Linked DNA regions of Sus scrofa: all the other regions are linked to region 4. A link is a contact called in public Hi-C and HiChIP or PLAC-seq data. All regions are on one chromosome and are shown on one strand. Each heading gives the region's core, a stretch centred on a gene start, on an enhancer-like site or on the middle of the called end of the contact. The rest is flanking DNA. Distances are from core to core; before and after follow the strand shown.

Region 1 (3,099 bases), core at 428-2,927, 420 kb before region 4:
TTGTTGCTAGTTACTACTCATAGATTCCACCATCAGGCTTTTAGAGAATTAGTTGTTGTTGAGCTGTTTAGTGAACTTGGGAAATCTCTGGAGTCTGAGGCCCTCCTGACAAGTGGTGAGTTAAAGTGGGCCAGGGAAGGGGTCAAACACTGAGGGAGATAAGAGTCCCCAGAAATAAATGCCATAGTACAACAATCCCATGGCTGTGGTTCCTGGTGCGGTTGACTCTGTCCTCTATTCTCCTTCTTTGCCCCAGGAAATCCTGTTTAACTCTTAAGCCCTGACTAAGACCTGGCTGCTGCTAAGGAATGGCCTTCCCCATGTGACTAGGGTAAAAACACCTAACAAGAAAGCTTTTGTGTGTACTCAGAAACTAGTCTTTGGGTGTTAGACATCAACATCCATAAGAAGAATTAAAAGTAAAATTTGAAGGACAAACTGCCTGCATATGTATGCTATGCAACTATTTTTTCCAAGAAACAGTTTTTAGGAGGAAGAACTTTGCTTTTTTTCTGGGCAGAGCTGAGTTCCAGTCTAGTCTCTACCATATTCTAAGAAGCTGACCTTAGTCACATTACGTAACCTCTGAACTTCCCAACTGTCACCTAGGGATAAAGACATTTTTTGAGGTGTTAGAAAGTCTCAACTGAAACAGCATATGCAGAGCATACTGTCCAGGACCAGCATCATGGTTTATACTCAAGGAACATAGGTGATTTTTCCTGTTCTTTCTCTCTCTTTTTTTTAGGGCCACACCTAAGGCATATGGAAGTTCTGAGGCTAGAGGTCAAATTGGAACTGTAGCTGCCTACCTGCCACCATGTCTGTGACCTATACCACAGCTCATGGCATCACCACTGAGCAGGGCCAGGGATTGAACCTGCATCCTCATGGATACTAGTCAGGTTCATTTCTGCTGAGCCACAATGGGAACTTCTCCCTATTCTCTTTATAAAATCAGTATAATCAGAAAACAATATACGTATATCTCCTATATTTATTTTTTCACATGGACCCTGTGGTTTTACTGATATATATCTCTTTGTTTTTTACATGGCAATTAAATGGTTTATTACCGTTCAGCTTAGTGTGGTAAAAACATGCTATGACTTTATTTTTCATAAATCACTACCCATTGTGCTATATCCAGTCTTCTGCAGTGGACAGGTGACTGAATCGCATCATAGGCAGATTTCAAAATCTCTCCAACATGTATATGCATATATATGTGTATATGTGTGTGTGTATGTATATATCCCCAAAGGTAAACAGTTAGATTTGCAATGTAAATCGGAAATACTGGGAGCAATGGGAAAACTGCCTAAATTCCTACCAAATTAGAAATAAAAATTTAGCCCCCTCCAGGAATTCAGAAATGAAATGAAACCAATCAAGGGCAGAAGAACACACTAACCATGCATATGCCGATATTTTTCTAGATGAGTCTAAATCAGTACTTCCTTGACAGAGACCTTTTGAAGACTGTGTTGCCTTAAGCATGTCAGTGCCTTAGTAATTTTCGAGGATTATGCCTCACCAAAATTTTGTCAAAAGGTCTCGGTCTTTCTCCCAAGTCTGTCCTGCAAATCTCCTTTTTTTCTTCCTCTTACTTCCTCCCAAATCCTCAGTGACTCCGACAGCTGCAAGGCCTTCCTCCTACTCCCCCGTTCAACGTGGACGGCGTTGCCATTGGAGACCTCCCCCGCTCCCTGAAGCCGGCTCTGTCCAAGAGCTTAGGTGGTGGACTTAAAGTAGCAGAAAGTAGTCAATAATTAGGAAAACAGATTTGCAGCCAAACTGAGCAACTGGAGCTTGGAATTTCATATCTGAGATATTGGTTTCCCTAATTAATTAGCACAAAAGTAATGGTCTGTGGGGGAACATAGCTTTATAAACTTTTGGCTGGGCCCTTTAGAACTACACAATGTACACAGGAAAATGTTAATAGTTGAGGGGAAAAGCATTTTAACAAAGTTTTATAGTATGTGGTTGAGGGTCCTCAGGGCAAACATATGCATTACACATCTAACCCCACACTGAGAGAATAATCCCTAGTGTTGGTTCCTCTGTTAGTCCTATTAAAAATTCCCCCAAACGTAAAGGCTGCCAATTTCAGACTGAGAATAAATGGCTCGTGGTTCCTTCTGAAACAGCATCCAAGAATCATGCTCTCAGGGCTGCACACAGCCATCCCTGGGGAGGAAAGTCTCTGATTTCGGGGGTGCCTGACTCCAACCCTCTTTATTTCAGGCAGGGCCTCCTCAGGTCACTTTCCATCAGAGATGGTAAGAGTGGGAATCTGGCATCAAAGGAGGTCAGCCCCTGTGTTTGCCTTTTGTATAATGCAGTCAGAGCGTGGTTGGGAACATTGAAAGGCTCGGCATACTGTAGGGTGTCACTTCTCATAGAATTTAACACTGACTTAACAGTGAGAGGGGAGCCCTCAGCCAGCCCACAACACTGGCCGCTTTTGCAGATGACTTAATGCAGTGTTAGTGGTGGTAGGATTCAAGTGAATGGATTCTCTCGCCTTAAATATTAAATTGTTCAATTCTCATGTGAAGCATTATCATGTGATGGCGTGAAGGGTGAAGATGTGAGAGAAGAAGTCATGGAAACATTTAGAATTGGTTCAAAACAAATTCATCGTTCATTGTTAACAAAAAACAACCACTTTATTCTGAGGTTAGAAAACTAGGGTTGGAATCTAAGCTGTCAGCAATGTGATCTTGGATAAATTCTTTAGCTTTCCTGGGCCTCAACTTTCCCGTCTGTAAAATGGAACCTAGCAGTCCTGGTCCAGACCACATGCAAGTGAGGATCAAATGGGGTAAATGCTGAATGATGGTTGAATCCCACAGGCCTCAGTACTCACCCACAGTCCCATGGGACCTCTGGTTTTTTGGTTGGTATGAGTTGTGCCCATTATCAGGAGTTTCTGCCTACCCTGTGCCTTCAATAGATTTTAATAATTGTGCACCATGGAGTTCCAGGAATTACATGGTGTGGGAGATGGTGAAACCAAGAGAACTAAGCTTTGGTGCTTACTTCCTAATAATTCTTTACCTCTTTACACAAGCTTGTCGCCCAAGGGTTGAC
Region 2 (2,931 bases), core at 262-2,761, 370 kb before region 4:
TTCTTAAGGTCTTTTTCACCTGTCATCTCCATAATGTCCTATCTCTTTCTTTAATAGAAATTAATCTCTTCTATACCACTTGCATTATGCTTTACTTATTTGGTTTGGCATTATTAAAATGAAAGATTGTAAGAAACTGTGAAGTGGATATATAACTTATTCATCACATTATCACCACAAGCCTGACAAGGTCCCTTGAACATGGCAAATGTTCAACAGTTCAGTTAGACTGAAATGATAGCTAAGGCTCCTCCCATAGTTTGATTCCACCTTAAATGACATTAATACTGCTTCATTTGGTATCCATTAAGGAGGACAAGAGGAAGGGTTATTGTGATTTATTTATTTTTGTGTTTAGTAAAAGGAACACACACTGCAATAGTTGGGGAACATAGACCCCAAAGCAAACCACAAAACTCATAACAGCAAATCCAACTCACAAATTACAACTGTCTGCCCAATGGAGCACTCTCTGCTTGTCAGTATCTGGAGGACAAACTAAAACCATGTTTGCTGGATCTAAAACACAATCAACAAGTGAGGACATGAAGTCTGAAAGAAGATCAAGTGTGGTGCCCCCCTTAGATTAGCCCAGAAATTAGCACCCTGCCAGATGCCAGGACACATATTAGGCTGGTGGGGCTGAGGGGAGGGCACCATTTTCAGTTGTGCAGTGGTAAAAGAGGAGAAAATGAAGTGATCAGGGCCAAATCCTGGTAGGGGAATGAAGTCCATATGGATGTCAATTGGCAGCTTGCACATCCTGCATTGTACAGCCATGTGGCTGGTGCCATCACACATGTAAGCATCTGGGCTCTGACAAAGCAGAGCTTCTGGATAAACTTCATCTTCAAGGGCAGTCTTAGGCAGAGGGCTTCAAAGAGGGCTCAGGGAGCTCTGAGCAACACTTAAAGATGTTGGCTAAAGTAAAAACCCCAGATTTATATGAATACAGCCTTAGATGTTCTTTAAACAGCTCACTTCACATGCCCAAATGCTATAAACAATGAGACTGATGCAGATATATGGTGCTCTAAATATATTAGCAAGATCATCTTGACACACCTAAATTTAATTTGGCTTGCCAACTTTTTAAGAGCTAGATCAAGTAACGTACATACATTAGCCAGTCTATAAATACAGACTACATATACTTTTAGCCACCTCCCACACCACACTCTCCCCCAGCAGATATGCACAGACTTGCCCTCACATGACCACATATGGCTAACCCATTTTTACCTGCAGAAAGAGGTTCTCTCTACATTTGCAAATGCACACATCTTCATCAAATCTTGGGATCATACACACTTCCCTTTTTCTTCCAGCCTATCCTGATCCAGGCAGCTGTTTTAGGTCATTCTCTGACCTACCGGCTGCACTCTAGGTGGAACAGCTGTGGTCAGAAACTTGGCCAGAACACTCTGCCAAGAACGGGTTAGACTTAGAGGTGGCTGAGTGAGCAGCTACTGAATGTAGCTGTGGAATGTGGGTGGAGCCAGAGGAGAAGGGGCACAGCTGATGCCACTTCAAGAAGAAGGCGGGAAGCTCCACTCCCTTCCCAATGGGCTGACTGAAGGCAGCTGTGTGCTGCTGATGCGAGGAAAATGAGATGATGGAGCTGGGCTTCAGAAGCTGCAGCTGCTGTGGTCTGGAGAGCACCATCGGCCACTCCCCAGAGTGTGGACCTTGCTCTGATGCCTGTGTGGAATGGTAGGGGGTAGCTGGCTCTCCTCCCTCTTTGGGAAGGACTTCAATCAAAGGGCTTTGGCAAAGTTGGTGGAGTTTCTTTGTGAGAACCAGCATGAGATCATACATGTGAGAGTACACAGTGGGTCATGCATGCATATGTTTACTCATGTACTTAGAGACAAACACCCTTGTGGTAACTTTCAAGATCTCTGCCCCGCAGGAAGAACTGAAAGTTGGCAGGGGCCAGCTAAACTATCATACGCCCTCACAGCCTCTCCTTGTCTGTGAATGTTTCCACTATCATTGAGAAGCCAGAAAGCTCATTTAGTCCAAAATCCTAGTTCACATTACACTCAACATTGTCTTCCTCTCCCGATGACCTATTTAGGCCAAAGGAGGCCAGTGGGGCTATGCATTCCCAAACAATTTGGAAAGATGTAATGTTTGGAAGCCATGAGGTAAGGCTGCAGCAAGGTCCAGCCTTGTTATTTAAACACCAAATGCAGTCCCAGGGCCCAAGGTCATGGTCTTTAATGCAAAGGTTCACCAAGGTTATTTTAATAAGATTCAGTCCATTGTTGGTTTCTATCATTTTCATGTCCCCATCCTAGCTTTTCAATGTCCTACTTCCCACTTACCCCTTTCCTACCTGATTAGTGTCCTTTTTTAACAGTCGCACAGACCTCTGTGAAACTGCTCTATACAGAATAGTGACCCAGATGGCCAGTCATCATCCATGACACTGATGTCATGGAAAGACCTATGGTCATAGAGAGACCCAAGTTTAGCATACAATTAAAAGCCAATTGTTGGATTAACTCATTCATCCTTGGCAAACATATCCCAAATTCTGAGCCTTTTTATACCCTTTCCTTCATCCTATCCTGTATTCTAGCTTACTTGTTCTCTGCCTTTGATTCACCCACCCATATTGGCCATGCCTTTGATTTCACTTCTTCTTGGCCATCTCCTCAGCAATAGCTGCCTTCTCGGTGTGACTTCAATTTCCATGTTCACCAGGGATAAATCCATTGGCTGCATTCATCCACCCCTAGCAGCTGGAAATCCTATTCCCCCCACCATGATTCCCTTCTTGGACAGAGAGTGAGCAGTAAAACCTAAAAGGTATTTGGATTGAAAAAGTACTCACCTCCTTCTGTGTCTGCTATCAAAATTCTTTTCTTTCAATGTACTATTTGGAGAACACTATTTGAATGAAAGAATTCATTCTAAAGTGTG
Region 3 (3,010 bases), core at 504-3,003, 460 kb before region 4:
GTTGGTACCTAATATTTTTACGTAGAGCTATGCGGCTTCTTTTTATTCATCTCCTTGCTTTCACAGCCGTTTTCTTGACTACACAATTACCCATCTAAAAACTTGAAATTGATGCATTAAAAGGGGACCATTTATTATTTTAGATGGGACCCATTTATCGCTGCAGTTCCTGTGTGGTGGGAAGATGAAGACAGATCACGTCTGTGCCTTTATTTATTCAGTGTGAGTCACTGCTGTGAGAAGTTGGAGCTCAAAAATAATTTGTCCAGTGTATCTTAGTACCTTTGCCCTCCTCATTTACTGTATCAGTTCTTTTCTGCATTATGGGCTAGTAGGCTGATGTAATTCTTGGTTACCAATGAGAGTATTTGGGCACATGCAAATGACCATAGTGAAACTTGGGACTATTTGGAAGAGTCCATTTGATAGATGACTGAACTTTCTCCTACACATTATCTCTTTTCTGGTAATGGAACCAGTTTAGACAACAGAAGGTAAAAGATAATGTGACTTTGGGTCCTAAGTGTTCTTTTGGGGTTCTCACTGCTCGCTGGGGACAGCTTGACAAGAAAACCCCTGAACTATCATCTGTCTCAGCTCCCTGACTCCATGTGAGGGTTAATGAAAAGAATAGTAACAGCTAAAAATCTGTTGAGCATCTCTTGCTTATACTGACTCACTGAAAGCTCACTCAGCCCTGAAGGTACTCTGATTATCCCCCATTTAATGGATGAGGGAACTGGGGCACAGAGGTTAGAGTGACTTGATCAGAGTCACACAGCTCTAAGTGAAGGATACAGGATTTGACCTGCCCAGGTCCAAATTTAGAGTCATGAATTGTGCCACTACACTTTGAATGCATAGACATGGTAAAGTGCAAGGCACAACACAAATAGCAACTCAAGGTATGGATTCCAGCTTGACTGCTGACACTCAGAAAATGAACAAGGGAAACTCATCTTTGGGCTGTTCTTGGTCTTCATTTTCCTGGACTAACTACCTGACTTTCTTGAAGTATTTTCTCCTGTATCAGTTTGAAAATTGGAGATGCTTTCAGAGGCAGGTCAAGGTCAGGAATGTGAACTCTGAAACTCTCAAGCTCATGCCAGAGCCGTGGTGACTTAGGTGAAGTCTGCCTTCAACACGGCCTATGCCTGGCTTTTGGGCTCTATTCTCAAATATTCCCAGTGTCTTGGACAGTGGCCTTGCACCATCCAACTCCTTCACACCACTTTGCTCCGTTCTCTCCTGGAACGACATTTTCTTGGAAACTTGTCATCTGACTCATTCTCTCCAACTCTGAAGTCTTACCTACCTACGTGCTTGCTGATGTCACAGCAAAGCAACATACTTGAGTTCCTAAGTGGGGCAGTCTACACTTGGGATAGCGGAACAATTTGGTACATTCTCCCAGGCAACTCAGATGCACATAGGAGAGAGAGCGCAGTGGAAAGAACACAAGCTGTGGAAGCCAAATTGGTTCAGATTCTCTATCCTGTTTCCTAGCTCTGTGCCCTGAGACAAGTGATTCAATGTCTCTGACTCTCAATGTTCTTATCTGCCAAATGAAGATGATGGTAGCAGTGGCTCAGATATACCTGTGTATTTGTTAGGAGGTAGGAACTGAGTGATGCACATAGATTCTCATTTTTTTCATCATAACATCCTATGTAGTAGGTCTAGTGGACAGGGTAGGGCAGGACTGAACCTTTGAGAGGAGAAACAAATTAGCTACAGTCTGACAGCAAGTAAATATTGGAACTGGATGTCAAACCAGGTCTGTCTGACTAGAGAGCTTAAGTTCTTATCTTTCCCTTACTACTTATTGCCCTCTTCATATTATATGCACTAATAACATCTTAAAACACTTGCACAGTTTAAATGAAATAATGCACATCATGTATCTAGCATGAAGCCAAGTCCGTTTTCTTAAGAAGTATCAGTCACTTTTCCTCTGCCCCTTTCCCAGAGGCCCCTCAGTGATGGGAAAATCGGCTTTGGCAGGGAATACAGGGGAGCTATATTTGGCTTGGAGAGGGGGGCTGGAGGGGAGGAGAGCCGGGAGCTTTGCTGCATCTCAAATCAAACCAGGCTGGCAGCTTTCAACTCTGTCTATACATAGGCCTGGCTGGCCGGCCTTGTTTGTTATGTCTTTCTTTAGAATCTCGTGTCCCTTTTTGAACCTTGTAACCTGAGAAAGAGTGAACAACTGGAGGGCAAATGAAAAAGATTAATGGATTAAAATATATTTGCAAAAAATTCCTATAGGAATTTGGGCTGCTTAGCCTGGTGAGGAGAAGATGGGGGATAGAATTCTTTGACTATGTAAAAGATTACAGTATTGATCATGGCAACACATATGTCTCTTAAGGTGAGACATTGAGCCAGATGATACACTCATCCTTTTAAAATCTAAAATTTAACATCTATGAAAATGATGAATGGTGGGGTACCCTAAGGACTTGGAGACAGTGGAAACCTGCAGCTAAGTTTTTTTGTCCTTTTGATAATCGAGGTATATTACAAGCCCTTACTTCTTCCAGGGATTGTATCCTGTCTATTTAGGTGGGAACAGTCATCTATATTGTGTATCTCAAAATAGAGCTCTTTGAATTTTGACTAATGTTAGAAAAAAAGTCTGTGATTATTTTTCATATTAAGGTATACTTTTCCCTTTTAAAAATACGAATATATATTTTTATTCCATCAATAATGGTCACACAATAAATCATTTTACCTGTTTATACCTTGGCATCCATTAGTTTAACAGTTCTATTCAGCTGAATAAGCATAAGTTTTAATGGAATAAAAATGTTGTTCCAAGAATATTGCTTTGGTACGACTGGAGGGATTAGTATAATAGAGAAAACTTGGGTGACTGAATGGTATTGTGAGGGCAGTGGTACCTTTCAGGAGAGGAAATAAAAGGAGCTCAGTGGAGGATAGAATACAAAATGGCAATGATGCTTTCTCAGAGTTTATCAGTCATTTGGTCAACAACATTGATGTA
Region 4 (2,853 bases), core at 280-2,779:
TTTAGTTATTATCTCCACTGGAAATCTACTTAACTTTTAGAGAGGTAGGAAGCAAATTCTACCCCACCACAATTCTATTTACAATCTTAATCCTACACAGCCAAGGTAAAGAAAAGTAGTCATTACCTATACATATTGAGTTTACTCGCTGGGACACTACTGGAGCTTAAGGAAACAAATTGCCACAACAAAACCCCAAAACACACTCCACACTGCACTGATGGCTCTCCTTCGGATTGGAGGTCCCATGAGCTACCAGTTTAACACCCCAACTGCCAACACCCCACCTGAAAATAGGAAAGAATTGTGTTTTCACACCAGCATATAATTGGCAGATCCATACTTTGTTTTTGCTTGTTTCTTTCAGCAAAATCAGCCTGCCTTCTTTCCGACTTTCCCTGCCAATCATATCAGATTGTGTGAGCTTTATGGCTGTACAATAATTTCTGGGCAACCTTAAAGCCAGAGAGACAACAAAGACATACTGAAAAAAAAAAAAATCATGGCGAAAGTATGAGTGAATAATAGAAGACAGATTTGAGATAATTATTGGAGAGATGACAGAGTATTTCACCATGATTTGTTTTGCCAGGTTGTCGTTTCAAAGATAATGAAGAACTATTAAATTGATTTCTTTTCTTTTCTCTGGGAAATGAGTACACAGATATTAAAGAATAAATGAAATGAATACATGGATACTAATTATAAATACTAATTATGGTAAGTTTGAACAGCTAGCTACTTTATACAACACTAGAAATATTCGTTATGCAAATGCACACACTCTACCCAGCGGCTTTATAGATTACTGGCATTAGGTCCAGAATTATTGTGCAGAAACAGGATGGTGGCTCAACTTGGTTGGGGGTCATTTTATTGCCAATTTAACTAGTGTTAAATTCGTGGGTATTTAACTATCACTGAAACAATTTGGGGCTCAATTCACCAAAGTATCATTTTTACTAATATTTTAGTGAAAAGTGAAGGAGTGTTCCTCCTGACACTGTCCTCCAATGCTGGAAAGCACCACTGTTTTCTAGTCTACAGTAATGAAACTTGCATTAGCAAAAGTGGGCTGGTTGCCTACCAAGGAAAAAAACACAGTCTCCTTGAGAACTTGGTATCCTGCTGTATTTTATTGCAGTAAAACCATTTTCACATCCCTCTTCCCTGAAGGAGATATTTAAAAATTCCTAAATCATGAGCCAAATTAGTATAACCCATCCAGCATTTCGTGGAAGACATTCACCATAGGATTATTACATTGAACTACCAACTTTTTGTTTTAGGAAAGAAAAAAAAAACATTATTTCTCAACCAACACGAAACATGATCAACTTCAAATTCAGAAAGATTTACAAATGCCACAACACAGTTATCTACCAGCAAACATCATTTCTTTGTTTCATGGGACACTAAGGATGAATTATTCATGAGCCCCCATTTCAGATGCTTATTGTGTCTGGTGGCAAAGTCTCCGCCTGCTCAGCCCCGGGAAAACTCCAGCGCTTTGCTGCAGGCACCGTGCTCTGTGCCATCCAGGGACCAGCCTTGTGCTCTCGAGTTACTGGAGCAGTGCAGGCGGTTTCAGTGGCCTCAGCTGTGGAGACAGCTGTTTGCCCACAGTCTGTGATGGCAGAAATGTGTGGTAGGCTTCCCCCTAACAGCATGCCCCTCACCACATACACACACACATACACACACACACAACTCCCATGTCATGCATCATAAAACACACCACCACCACCGAAGGGATGCATAGAAGCCCCATGATTTGGGGACCAGAATGAGCAGTACCCCACAGTGTAGAATAGCTCTTTATCTTGTATGCAAAATTATTGGGTGATAGGCTGAACAGCCCCTGAATCCAAAGCTTTCTTGTAATTTATGTATCAAAAGGTCTGTGCATGTGTGAAATTCAAAATGATTTATTGTTTAGTTATTGCCTTATTTACTTACTTAATGGATTGATTGATGTGCCTGGATCCCAAGGCCAGCAGAGGCTTTTTTAAAAGATTATTTTAAAGGAAGTAAATTGCCATCAGTTGGCCAACCCCTCCTTGCTGGTGTGGATTCATAAGGAGTTCCTTTTGGCTCTGGCTCGCTACCTATCTGCGGCTATTCATTGACACAAAATACTGCACCTTGCACACAATGGGAAGTGGCAGGGATGATAAAATGGAATATTAGGGATGGAAGGGTAAAATATGGGGAGATAATGTGAATCAAACCCCAAAGTTTCAGCCAACATATGCATCTATAGTAGTCTATCCTTTGCACAGAGCTTGGGCCGGAAGCAATGAACAACTCCACAACGAGTGTTAAGATTTCTTCCCGTACCATTTCTCTGCAGAAGAGGGAAGTACAGACAAAAGTCTGCAATTTTGAATTCTTCTTGTAGATCTCTCATCATCTGTTTCTCTCATGGACACTGAACTTACTTTCATTTTGTCAGGACATACTACATCTGAATTGGTCAATGTCAAAATTAAGCTGACTGTAAACAATGAGAAGAGAGTTACAACAAAAGTTTCACAAACTTTTCCCTCACACTTGAATTCTGTTATTTTATTAGGGGGTCCTAATTTTGTAATTGGTCTTGGTGAATAAGGGTCAAATCAGGAGAAGGAGGAACCGGTTTATAGACGCGGGATGTTGCACTTGTGCAGAACCCTTATTCACTCAATGTTCTATGCATTCGACATTTACGTAAGATCTCTGGAACCTCATTTCCAACCGAACTCTAATTTGACATAATGCAGCGTAGAATGGCACCAGTCATCGGGCTTGCATCAGAAATGCATTTTATTTGGATTCAATTCAGACTCTTAACGAACTGGTTCCTGTAAATGC
Region 5 (2,751 bases), core at 247-2,746, 350 kb before region 4:
ATTAATCAGAAAAGCATGTCACTCCAGGCATTGAAGTCTCAGTGTTTTGTTTTGTTTTAATTCTTTTGTCACAGGCACAGAGTTGAAGGAGAAGGCAACAGGCCTATAACATCTTTCTGGTAAATTGTTGGTGCCATTGATAGAACTCTTCTATGGACAAGGTCACCTGGTAAACAGTTCTGGAAGATGCTGTTCACATCATTGTCCCTGTGAAGGTGCCCCTACTTGGTAGCCCTGAAGACATATTTTGCCCATCAGACTGAGGTCATAAAATTAAATTTAGGAAAAAGAATTCTAGAAGGGCTCAGCATTATTCAACTCTCCTGTGCCTGGACTCATCCAGAGATAAAATGAGGATTCTTCTGTCTGTGGGGAAGTTCTTTTCGAATGTTGTTGCTCACTAGGAGCTGGGATTACAGAGCAATTCCTGGTCTCCGTGTGTCCCCCTGCATGCTGAAATTCTAAAGGCTTAATATTCTGTATATTTTGGGTTTGGTGCCTTTGTATGAGATTTATTTTGTGGAAAAGGAGGAGAGAATGTTTCTTCAGGAAACTGGAGTCTAGCATTTGCCTCCCTCTCACATTACAAAATTTCTAAGAAAAATTAAAATGTAGACAGTCATATTCTCTGATACAAGCATTTAAGAATACCATTTTTAGCTTCTAAATATTCAAAGAGAAAAGTGCAGAAGTGGGGAACTACATAGAGAGTACTGATGAGGAATGTATCATTTCTGGAGTCAGATCAGACTGCGAAATCTCTCTCTCCCCCCCAACCCCCCTTTTAGGGCTACACCTGCAGCATGTGAAATTTCCCAGGCTAGGAGTCAAATCAGAGTTGTAGTTGCCGGCCTACACCACAGCCACAACACCACCAGATCTGAGCCACATCCACAAACAATGCCACAGCTTGTGGCAATACCAGATCCTTAACCCACTGAGTGAGGCCAGGGATTGAACCCACATTCTCATGGATACTAGTCGGGTTCATTTCCGCTGAGCCACAATAGGAACTTCCAGGCCGTGAAATCTTTATGCCACTCCTTTGCTGTATAACTGACCAAATCATTTACCTCCATCTGTCTCAGTTACCACATCCACAAAATGGGAATAATGATGCCCAGTTCAGAGGGCTGATATGTGAGGGAAGTAGAATGATCTACCTAAAGCATGTACAAAGTGCCTGGAAGATTTGGAGTGTTTAAGGTGGTGGGTTTTTGTTATTAGGTAAAAAGGTGACATGTAAGGAAAATGGACAAATAAAAGAAGGACCTGAGGTATAGGAAAAACAGAGAAAAGCAAACAGTGTGGGCTTCAGTGACCTTGTGAAAGGAAGTCACTGAGTAAAATGGGCCATTTTGCACTCAATGTCACTTGCCTACCTGGCCATGTTCCCTTTTCAGTTCATTACTTTGATAGTTATTGACGTGTGTGTTGCGAAAAGTCATGACACTCAGAAGAGTCTTGAAAGGTCATGAACAAGAGGGCTGGACAGATGACTGTCACAGCCTGAGCTCAACCAAAGAAATGCTGACTCTGTACATTGTCAGTGCTCCAATTTTCTCTGTTGCTTTAATACTTTCTCTTTTCTGGATTTTCCTGGTTGCAGGATAAATTAAATCTACTGTGTTAAAAAAATAAGGCCCTTCTGTGGTAAGCTAATTGTTCATACACAGCCATCCCCTGGTAAAATGCATCTTGAGAGATACGCTATCAAAGCCCTAAAAATTATTTTTAAAACAAGAAGCTGTTAGGCCAACTTGGGTTTCGGATGAGGCTGAACTTGCCCAGCCTCTGAGGATGGCATGATTTCCTGTTGTTCCTTGGGGGTCTTATCTGAAATAGAACTGGAGGGAAAGGCAAAATGATTGACAAGGGCAGTTGATGGGAGCTCAGGTGTCCTGCTGTGGGGCTCACTCAGGATTCCAAATTAAAGTCAGCCAGGGCCCCATGCTGGCTTGTGCTGCCCCATGCAGACAATGAGTCAGTTCTGTGCTAAGTACTTACAATGTACAGATTAGCAAATACAAAAGTTGAGGGTCTCAGTACATCCTTGTCTTTGAGAAACAAGCAGGGTGTTAGTTGCAATTATGAGGAAGTTGATTGGGAGCTGATGTGTACCTTTAAAAACACTTTCCAGGCTTTATGTATATTTCCGTGTGGTTATTACCAGATTCCTTGCATTTTATTGTATAATTCCATTCAAATAATATTTATTATCCTTCTTCTGTCCTTCAAAAGCCTTGATTAATATGCTTGGACCTAAAAACAGTTACGGAGTACTGACTTTGTTTTTCTACAGACATTAAATCCTCACTCTGGATTTCTACAGTAAATAGCCCTCTATTAGTTTCACATAACTAAGGTTTCTTAAGACAATACATAATGCACCAAAACCAACACAGTGAATGATTGAGCTATGATTTGAATCAAATATTTAGGTACCTATGAGTAAAATGCAGTACCTGCCTTCAGAAAGCCCAGACATCTAGGAGAGTAACATACTAACAGATGACTGCAACTCAAGATAGACCAAGGTTAATGCAATAATGTAATGAGTGTCTAGCTTAGAACTTTGCACATAGTAGGCAATCTAAAATGTATATGGTATTAATGAAGAGAGATAATGCTTGAAAAACTGACCAATGAATATAAACCCCCCCTTGAGTATGAACTCTGAAATAGTGCTCCTATGTCAACCAACACATCTTCAACCAAGGAGTAAGATAGGCTGTCAAAAGAATGGCATGG
Region 6 (2,926 bases), core at 11-2,510, 270 kb before region 4:
TTACCTATAAATTAATTGTATTCATTTTTGATACTTCTCTCCATCATAAAGAAACTTGGGTCCCAGCTTTAATACTTATTACAAATATAACATTGAAAAATAAGTTAAATTCCTGAGCTTCCATTTCCTGACCTGTAAGTGGGGGATAATGCCTCATGGTCTTCTTATAAAGATTAAATATAAAATAGGAAGGAAAATATCTGACAAGAAGTAGGTGGTCAAAAATTGCTCATTTTCTTTCCTTCTTACCCCTTATTGCACCTTATTCTGCCTTGTGAATTAAAAGCATCTACTTTTTATCTAAGCCATACCTCTATGATTTCAAAACATCTGGCTAAAGAGTGAAAATGAATGCAATTATCCAGGTGTTTGGCCTGTAAGATGACAGATATCAAACACTTAGTACCATCTGGGTGATTGGCATATTTTTTTTCACCTTCGTCCAGATGTATGTGGATATTGCCTTGGTCAAAGGCAAAAAAAAAAAAAATCACAGGGACTTTTCTTAAATCTTAATAACTTATTTTTTCAATATTATTATTGGGGTATCTTTTATTCCCTTTGATATATGCTTTGTTCAATCTACCTTTGGCAATAAAACCATTATTTAATTTTATCACTTGAAATATAGGAATTAAAAAAAAAAGGAGTAAATGATTGTATAGATTTCAAACCCCATGTTTCTACTCAAAAGTATTAAGGACAAGAAAAACTAAGTAATGTTTCCAAGTTATAGAGTTAGAGAGTAGAGCAGAAAAAATGAAGTCTCTTGACCTTAACCTGTAGACTTCACCTATTTTCTGTCTTCTTTCATCCACGTCATGTGTAGTTTTAGCCAATGCATACAGAACTGTATTTACCCAATTTGTATACACTCACAAGCATGCATAAGTAGCAACTTTTCTTCCTGACAGTCATGTTAGTCTGACATTATCTTTTCCCAAATAATTTTTCAAACTTTTGTTAGCAAGCCAGAGAGAACAAGCCAGGCTCCAATGCACTCACTCACACATGCATCCAGTAACTAAGATCCAACATCTGCCATCCAGGGCATTGCTTAAATAGATGTCATATTGAAATCTGGTATCCTGTGAGCAGCTGATGCAATTTTCCTCAGTCACAGGGATGAAGCTTGGATAACATTTCTGGCTCTGAGAAATCCCCAAGTCACAAAGAAATGATTCCATTGACCTAGCGGCTTTTCACTCCCAATACAACATGTTCTTGAGCAGCTTCCCAAGGGAGAAAATAATGTGAGAGTTTTTTAAGAGTGCCGAAAGATTCCCCTCTAATCATCCTGTGTGGATTTCACTAGCATTCCAAGTGAGTCCAGACAATCCCAAGAAAACTTTAGGGATTCAATCCCAAGAAAACTTTAGGAACTCAGTGAGATTAAAAAAATTTTTTTTTTCTGCCTGAAGACACAAATAATAAGCAGCTTCAGATAATAACATCGTTATTTGGACATGAATACTACTTATCAACTGCCATTCCTGTCACAAAACAACTAAACACCTCAAAGAAGTCCTCCTTGATAAACAAATAGTTATGCTTTTTTCCCCCTTTTATTTTAAGGCAGGAAGTCAGAAGACTGCCATATTTGGGGATTACTTAAAATCTTCTGTTCTGCTTAATTCATGCCTAAGAGCAGAAGTGGGTTTCTTTAGGGAAGGGAGAGCATTTCTGATGAGTGGATTTGTCCATGATATGACCAGCTGCAAAATAGTCTGGAATATAGAGGTCATAACAGCCAAAGGTTACAGGGGGTGACTGTGTTCTAGCTATTGGTGAGATCCTCAGCTACCGAGATAGGACCAACAGCCTGTCCAGCAGCCTGAGCTTAACTTGAAAGCACTCTATACTTACACTGAAATTAATGGTGTGCTGAAGCCAGACTATAGCAGCTTGCAAGAGCAAGCTGTTAAATGTTGTGAACCCATTGATGTTACTTTAATAGGTTAAAACTGACCACAGTGTGAGTATTTACATCATGGAAATTGGCATGTGCTACTAATCACAGCTTTTGCTTCTCAGAGAGCTGGTTATTAAATATTTATCTACACATCATAGAGACAAACAAACATGACTTAAATTCCTACCTCTGCCAATTATGGCATAGAAATTTAAAGAAGCAAAAACCCTCCAACTTTGATGTCTTAATATGTAAATTAGAAATAGTAATCATATATCATGATATTGTGAGAATTAAATCAGACATTGTGCTTAGCCAGATGTAGTGGTCACCAGATATATTATTTTTTCAATAAATATTAACAGGGCACATATTTTATACTAGGAAATATGCCTAGTGCTAGAAGAACAAGAATAAATGGACAGATTGGCAAACACCTTGAATAGATGCAGAACTCAGATTAAATGTTACTAACAGTATACTTTGGGAAGTGAAAATGGTCAAGGATGTAATAGAGATGAGGAGCCATCATTGTTAATATTCCTTTAGAAGAGGAACTAGTTCTCCATAGAGGTTGAGGAACATTTTTCCAGCCATTGCTAGACATGGTAAATAATGGATATTTTCAGATTTGAAAATGTAGAGAATCAACACTCCTGAGAATATGTGGAAAGCATAGCAATACTTTAGAGTTGATAGAATATCTAGTTTATAGGTTATTATTACAGCATGGTTCTCTATCTTATAATCCAATGTCCACTGTCATTCTATTATCACAATTGATTCCTTTGGATATAAAATTTGTGGTCCACTGGAATTGTCCTTTAAAAGACAATGTTGAAGTTCCTTTGTGGCAATGCATGTTAAAGATCCAGTATTGTCACTGCGGGAGCTTGGGCCACTTCTGTTCTGGTCTGGGAGTTTACACATGCTATGGGTGCAGGAAAAAAAAAAAAAATCGGTATTTTCTCTGAGACTCAGATCTTGCTACATTATTATTAAAAATCTGTAACT
Region 7 (2,845 bases), core at 115-2,614, 300 kb before region 4:
GAGAAAGGGTACAAGGAAGGGAGGATGTAAAAGAAGGACAGAGGTATTCTTTTATGGCTTGTGCTTTTACAAGGTGGCCTCCTCCCATTTAGGAGGGGCAGAATCACTTTCTGTTGGGTACTTATGTGTTTTTTTTCTTTCCAGAGCCCAAATTTGATTGTATATCTGTGATATACCAGCCTATTTTCCTCCAGCTTCTACAGCCCTGGCTTTTCCCTTGGTCCTTCAATTAAATGGTCTCTATGAGAGTCCCATGCCTTTTCTAGGTTGAGCGGGGTTTTAAAGGTTTCAGATTTGGCTTAATCCCCAGGATGTCATGCAGTAAATGTCCACGCGTTTTTCAGTTGGACACACTCTGGTTGTGTGCTGACCCCAAAATGGCAACAGTTTTTTTTTTTTTTTTTTCTTCATTCACTAGCAGAACAGCTGAATGACTCTAGGTTTTCCAAGTGAATGTCAGGTTTTGGTACCCTTCACTCACTGAACCCCTGAATAGTCACACCAAGGCCTATGGGTTCCTTGAAAATCTTTCTTAATACATAGGGTGAGCAAGAGCTCCTCGCCCCCATTGGGAAAGACAGTGAGATGGTGAGAATGATATCACTGCCAACCCCTAACAAGTCCTCCTCAAAAAATCTCCCATTGCCCATTCCCTGTGAGTGAGTCATCTAGGTAAGTCTCCCTTGTTCGCTCTCTCACTGGCAGTTTAACGGGTGATTTTTGTTTCCTCTTATTTATATTTTTAAATGGGCTTATGCAAATCATAGGAAAAAATACTTGGAAGTTTCTCTTTTGATTTTTAAATGTCTTATTCTTTGAATCTTTGACCATCTTCTATTCTCAGGGTTGACATCTATAAAATGGGCTAGAAAGCATAGCATCATGACTAATGGTGTAACAGTTATTGGTTTATTTAGTTTAAAAGTTAGGCAAGACCCTGTGGAATAGAAGAAGGTTCATTTGGAAACATGGGGTCTTTATGTCTGATGTCTCTTATAGCACAGAATTCTTGGTGAATAGAAGAATAAACCTTGACTGGGAAAGCCATATATCCCTCTAACTTTCTGCTTACTTCAAACTCAAGCTAATTACCTAAACAGCACCTTTAATGGAGAAAAGCTGACACAAGAAACTGGACACATTCTGTGTTTCAAGTGCTCTGAGGAGAGAGCAGTAAGTAAGGTGCTTTGCACAGCTCAATAATTTGCACCCCAGGAAAGCCATACTTCCAAGGGCAGGCAATATGTCTGCAGTTTCCTCCTGGAGGAAGGAGGGCCAGCAGCTCATCTTTATGGCTCGAGGCTTGAAAGCTGCTTAACTGGGCGGAACGCCACCTCCTTGCCATCAAAGCTGTCCACCTGGCAGTGAATCTCAATGAGACAGCTGACTGGCTCAGCAGACAAGATGCCTTGCCAAGGGGATGAGAACTTAACCAGGTCTTTCAGGAAATCTGTTTAGGATGTGGGGGATGAAGAGGAAGAGAAGGAGCAATTCATCCCCTGAGTGAGACTGAGGTGAATGAGAAGGAGTTAGCTGCTCCTCTGTCAGACAAACCGTTTTCCAGCTTTTCTGTGCCCTTAGCTCATGGAGCCCTTTATTCTATGAGAGTCTGATTTTAGATTCTGATATTAATGTTGCACACAAATTTAGAGCCCTTTGTTAATAGTACATGGAGTTGATTCAATTCAAAGAATAAAACTAAAAAGAGACCTTAATTTTTTTTTTCATTTGAAAATGACTACTACAAACAAGAATATTACAGAGAGAGCCTGAAGTGATTCGTTTTTCAAATGTATAGTTAAAAAACATCTTGGTGGTTAAGTTTCACCAAGAGTTTAGAATCGCAAGCCTGCTAATTCTGGTAGCTTTTATCTTAGCCAGTACTTGCTATGTGCCAGCACAGTACTCAGCACTTCACACATGTGTTCTCATCTCATGCCCTTCAGAACCTCTGGGTGAGGCTTTTGAGCTTCACTTTGCAGGTAAGAGAAACAAGATTTAGAACAGTTTTATAAATTACCATCCACTGTACCTCATTACAGTGAGGAAGTGACAGCACAAAGATTACGTCCTTAATTTCTCCCCCTCCAAAGCCCAGAATTGTACTCATCTGGCTAATGACACAAAATTCATTAAAATATAGTGTTTTATCACAAACAACCAGGACTGCAGAAAGAGGTCTGCATGCTAGGTGGGATACATGCTAGGTGGGATACATGCTAGGTGGGATTCCGCCAAACCACTCCGGTTTATTTCCCTCTGGACCCGAATGTCATTAACCGTCACAAAGCTCTACAACATTCAAGAGATCCTAGAAGGTTCTCCTGGAAGGTTCTTGTTGGTATATGAAGGCAATCGGGCATCATTCCTGCTCTTTCCCTGTGGTGGGGGTAGAGGAAGAGAGTAGGAATCAGGGAAACCTGGACATAATCTTCAGAGAACCCAGTTTTCTACCTCTGTCTTTGGGTGAGGTTAAGACCTTCTCTGTCCTAGGCAACAATGAAAAATTATTCATTTTAGGTCAAACAGTAGATAGATGGATAGACAGATACATACATACATACATAGTGCTCTTTAGCTTGACTTTTAAAATGATAGCTTTGCATTGCTGCAAGCTGTGGTAGAGGTCACAGATGTGACTGGGATCTGATGTTGCTGTGGTATAGGTGGGCAGCTGCAACTGATTCAGCCTGTAGTCCAAGAACTTCCAGCCATGGGTGCAGCCCTAAAAAACATAAAGAATGCCTTTGATTCTTTTGGAATTAGATAAGATAGAATTAAAGACAAATAATAAAATTAGATGAAATAGAATTTTTGTATAGAGTCTCCCAAAACAAAGCCTTCT

Evidence for each region. Hi-C and Micro-C count contacts between places; a contact is called where the count stands out from the background. HiChIP or PLAC-seq counts read pairs in DNA pulled down with a chosen protein or histone mark.
Region 1: a contact with region 4 is called in an H3K27ac HiChIP or PLAC-seq map of skeletal muscle, with 5 times the contacts expected there. The contact joins two enhancer-like sites. A contact is called at or near these places in 1 of 47 Hi-C or Micro-C datasets (fetal heart ventricle) and 1 of 2 datasets of contacts at active chromatin or transcription factors (skeletal muscle).
Region 2: a Hi-C map of fetal skeletal muscle shows a contact between it and region 4, with 2.7 times the contacts expected there. The contact joins two enhancer-like sites. A contact is called at or near these places in 3 of 47 Hi-C or Micro-C datasets (fetal heart ventricle, fetal skeletal muscle and mesenteric adipose tissue) and 1 of 2 datasets of contacts at active chromatin or transcription factors (skeletal muscle).
Region 3: a contact with region 4 is called in an H3K27ac HiChIP or PLAC-seq map of skeletal muscle. The contact joins two enhancer-like sites. A contact is called at or near these places in 3 of 47 Hi-C or Micro-C datasets (heart right ventricle, omental adipose tissue and skeletal muscle) and 1 of 2 datasets of contacts at active chromatin or transcription factors (skeletal muscle).
Region 5: an H3K27ac HiChIP or PLAC-seq map of skeletal muscle shows a contact between it and region 4, with 7 times the contacts expected there. The contact joins two enhancer-like sites. A contact is called at or near these places in 2 of 47 Hi-C or Micro-C datasets (fetal heart ventricle and mesenteric adipose tissue) and 1 of 2 datasets of contacts at active chromatin or transcription factors (skeletal muscle).
Region 6: a contact with region 4 is called in an H3K27ac HiChIP or PLAC-seq map of skeletal muscle, with 7 times the contacts expected there. The contact joins two enhancer-like sites. A contact is called at or near these places in 5 of 47 Hi-C or Micro-C datasets (fetal skeletal muscle, heart right ventricle, retroperitoneal adipose tissue and 1 more) and 1 of 2 datasets of contacts at active chromatin or transcription factors (skeletal muscle).
Region 7: a contact with region 4 is called in a Hi-C map of psoas muscle, with 1.9 times the contacts expected there. The contact joins two enhancer-like sites. A contact is called at or near these places in 2 of 47 Hi-C or Micro-C datasets (embryonic fibroblasts and psoas muscle) and 1 of 2 datasets of contacts at active chromatin or transcription factors (skeletal muscle).

What each region holds. Positions count from the first base shown.
Region 1 is chr1:208,633,119-208,636,217 of Sscrofa11.1, forward strand. No RefSeq gene overlaps it. Among named protein-coding and RNA genes, the nearest start is that of NFIB, 450 kb to the left of the region's middle. Within about 2 kb of position 1,678, at least 6 of the 83 cell types and tissues checked have an H3K27ac peak or open chromatin away from gene starts, as enhancers often do. A contact at or near this core is called in skeletal muscle, where this site is marked.
Region 2 is chr1:208,685,595-208,688,525 of Sscrofa11.1, forward strand. No RefSeq gene overlaps it. Among named protein-coding and RNA genes, the nearest start is that of MPDZ, 490 kb to the right of the region's middle. Within about 2 kb of position 1,512, at least 2 of the 83 cell types and tissues checked have an H3K27ac peak or open chromatin away from gene starts, as enhancers often do. A contact at or near this core is called in fetal skeletal muscle, where this site is marked.
Region 3 is chr1:208,599,633-208,602,642 of Sscrofa11.1, forward strand. No RefSeq gene overlaps it. Among named protein-coding and RNA genes, the nearest start is that of NFIB, 420 kb to the left of the region's middle. Within about 2 kb of position 1,754, at least 3 of the 83 cell types and tissues checked have an H3K27ac peak or open chromatin away from gene starts, as enhancers often do. A contact at or near this core is called in skeletal muscle, where this site is marked.
Region 4 is chr1:209,055,537-209,058,389 of Sscrofa11.1, forward strand. The region is part of intron 2 of LOC106509171 (a long non-coding RNA gene); the gene reads left to right. Among named protein-coding and RNA genes, the nearest start is that of MPDZ, 120 kb to the right of the region's middle. Within about 2 kb of position 1,530, at least 13 of the 83 cell types and tissues checked have an H3K27ac peak or open chromatin away from gene starts, as enhancers often do. A contact at or near this core is called in fetal skeletal muscle and skeletal muscle, where this site is marked.
Region 5 is chr1:208,707,830-208,710,580 of Sscrofa11.1, forward strand. No RefSeq gene overlaps it. Among named protein-coding and RNA genes, the nearest start is that of MPDZ, 470 kb to the right of the region's middle. Within about 2 kb of position 1,497, at least 3 of the 83 cell types and tissues checked have an H3K27ac peak or open chromatin away from gene starts, as enhancers often do. A contact at or near this core is called in skeletal muscle, where this site is marked.
Region 6 is chr1:208,784,466-208,787,391 of Sscrofa11.1, forward strand. No RefSeq gene overlaps it. Among named protein-coding and RNA genes, the nearest start is that of MPDZ, 400 kb to the right of the region's middle. Within about 2 kb of position 1,261, at least 7 of the 83 cell types and tissues checked have an H3K27ac peak or open chromatin away from gene starts, as enhancers often do. A contact at or near this core is called in fetal skeletal muscle and skeletal muscle, where this site is marked.
Region 7 is chr1:208,760,372-208,763,216 of Sscrofa11.1, forward strand. No RefSeq gene overlaps it. Among named protein-coding and RNA genes, the nearest start is that of MPDZ, 420 kb to the right of the region's middle. Within about 2 kb of position 1,365, at least 2 of the 83 cell types and tissues checked have an H3K27ac peak or open chromatin away from gene starts, as enhancers often do. A contact at or near this core is called in skeletal muscle, where this site is marked.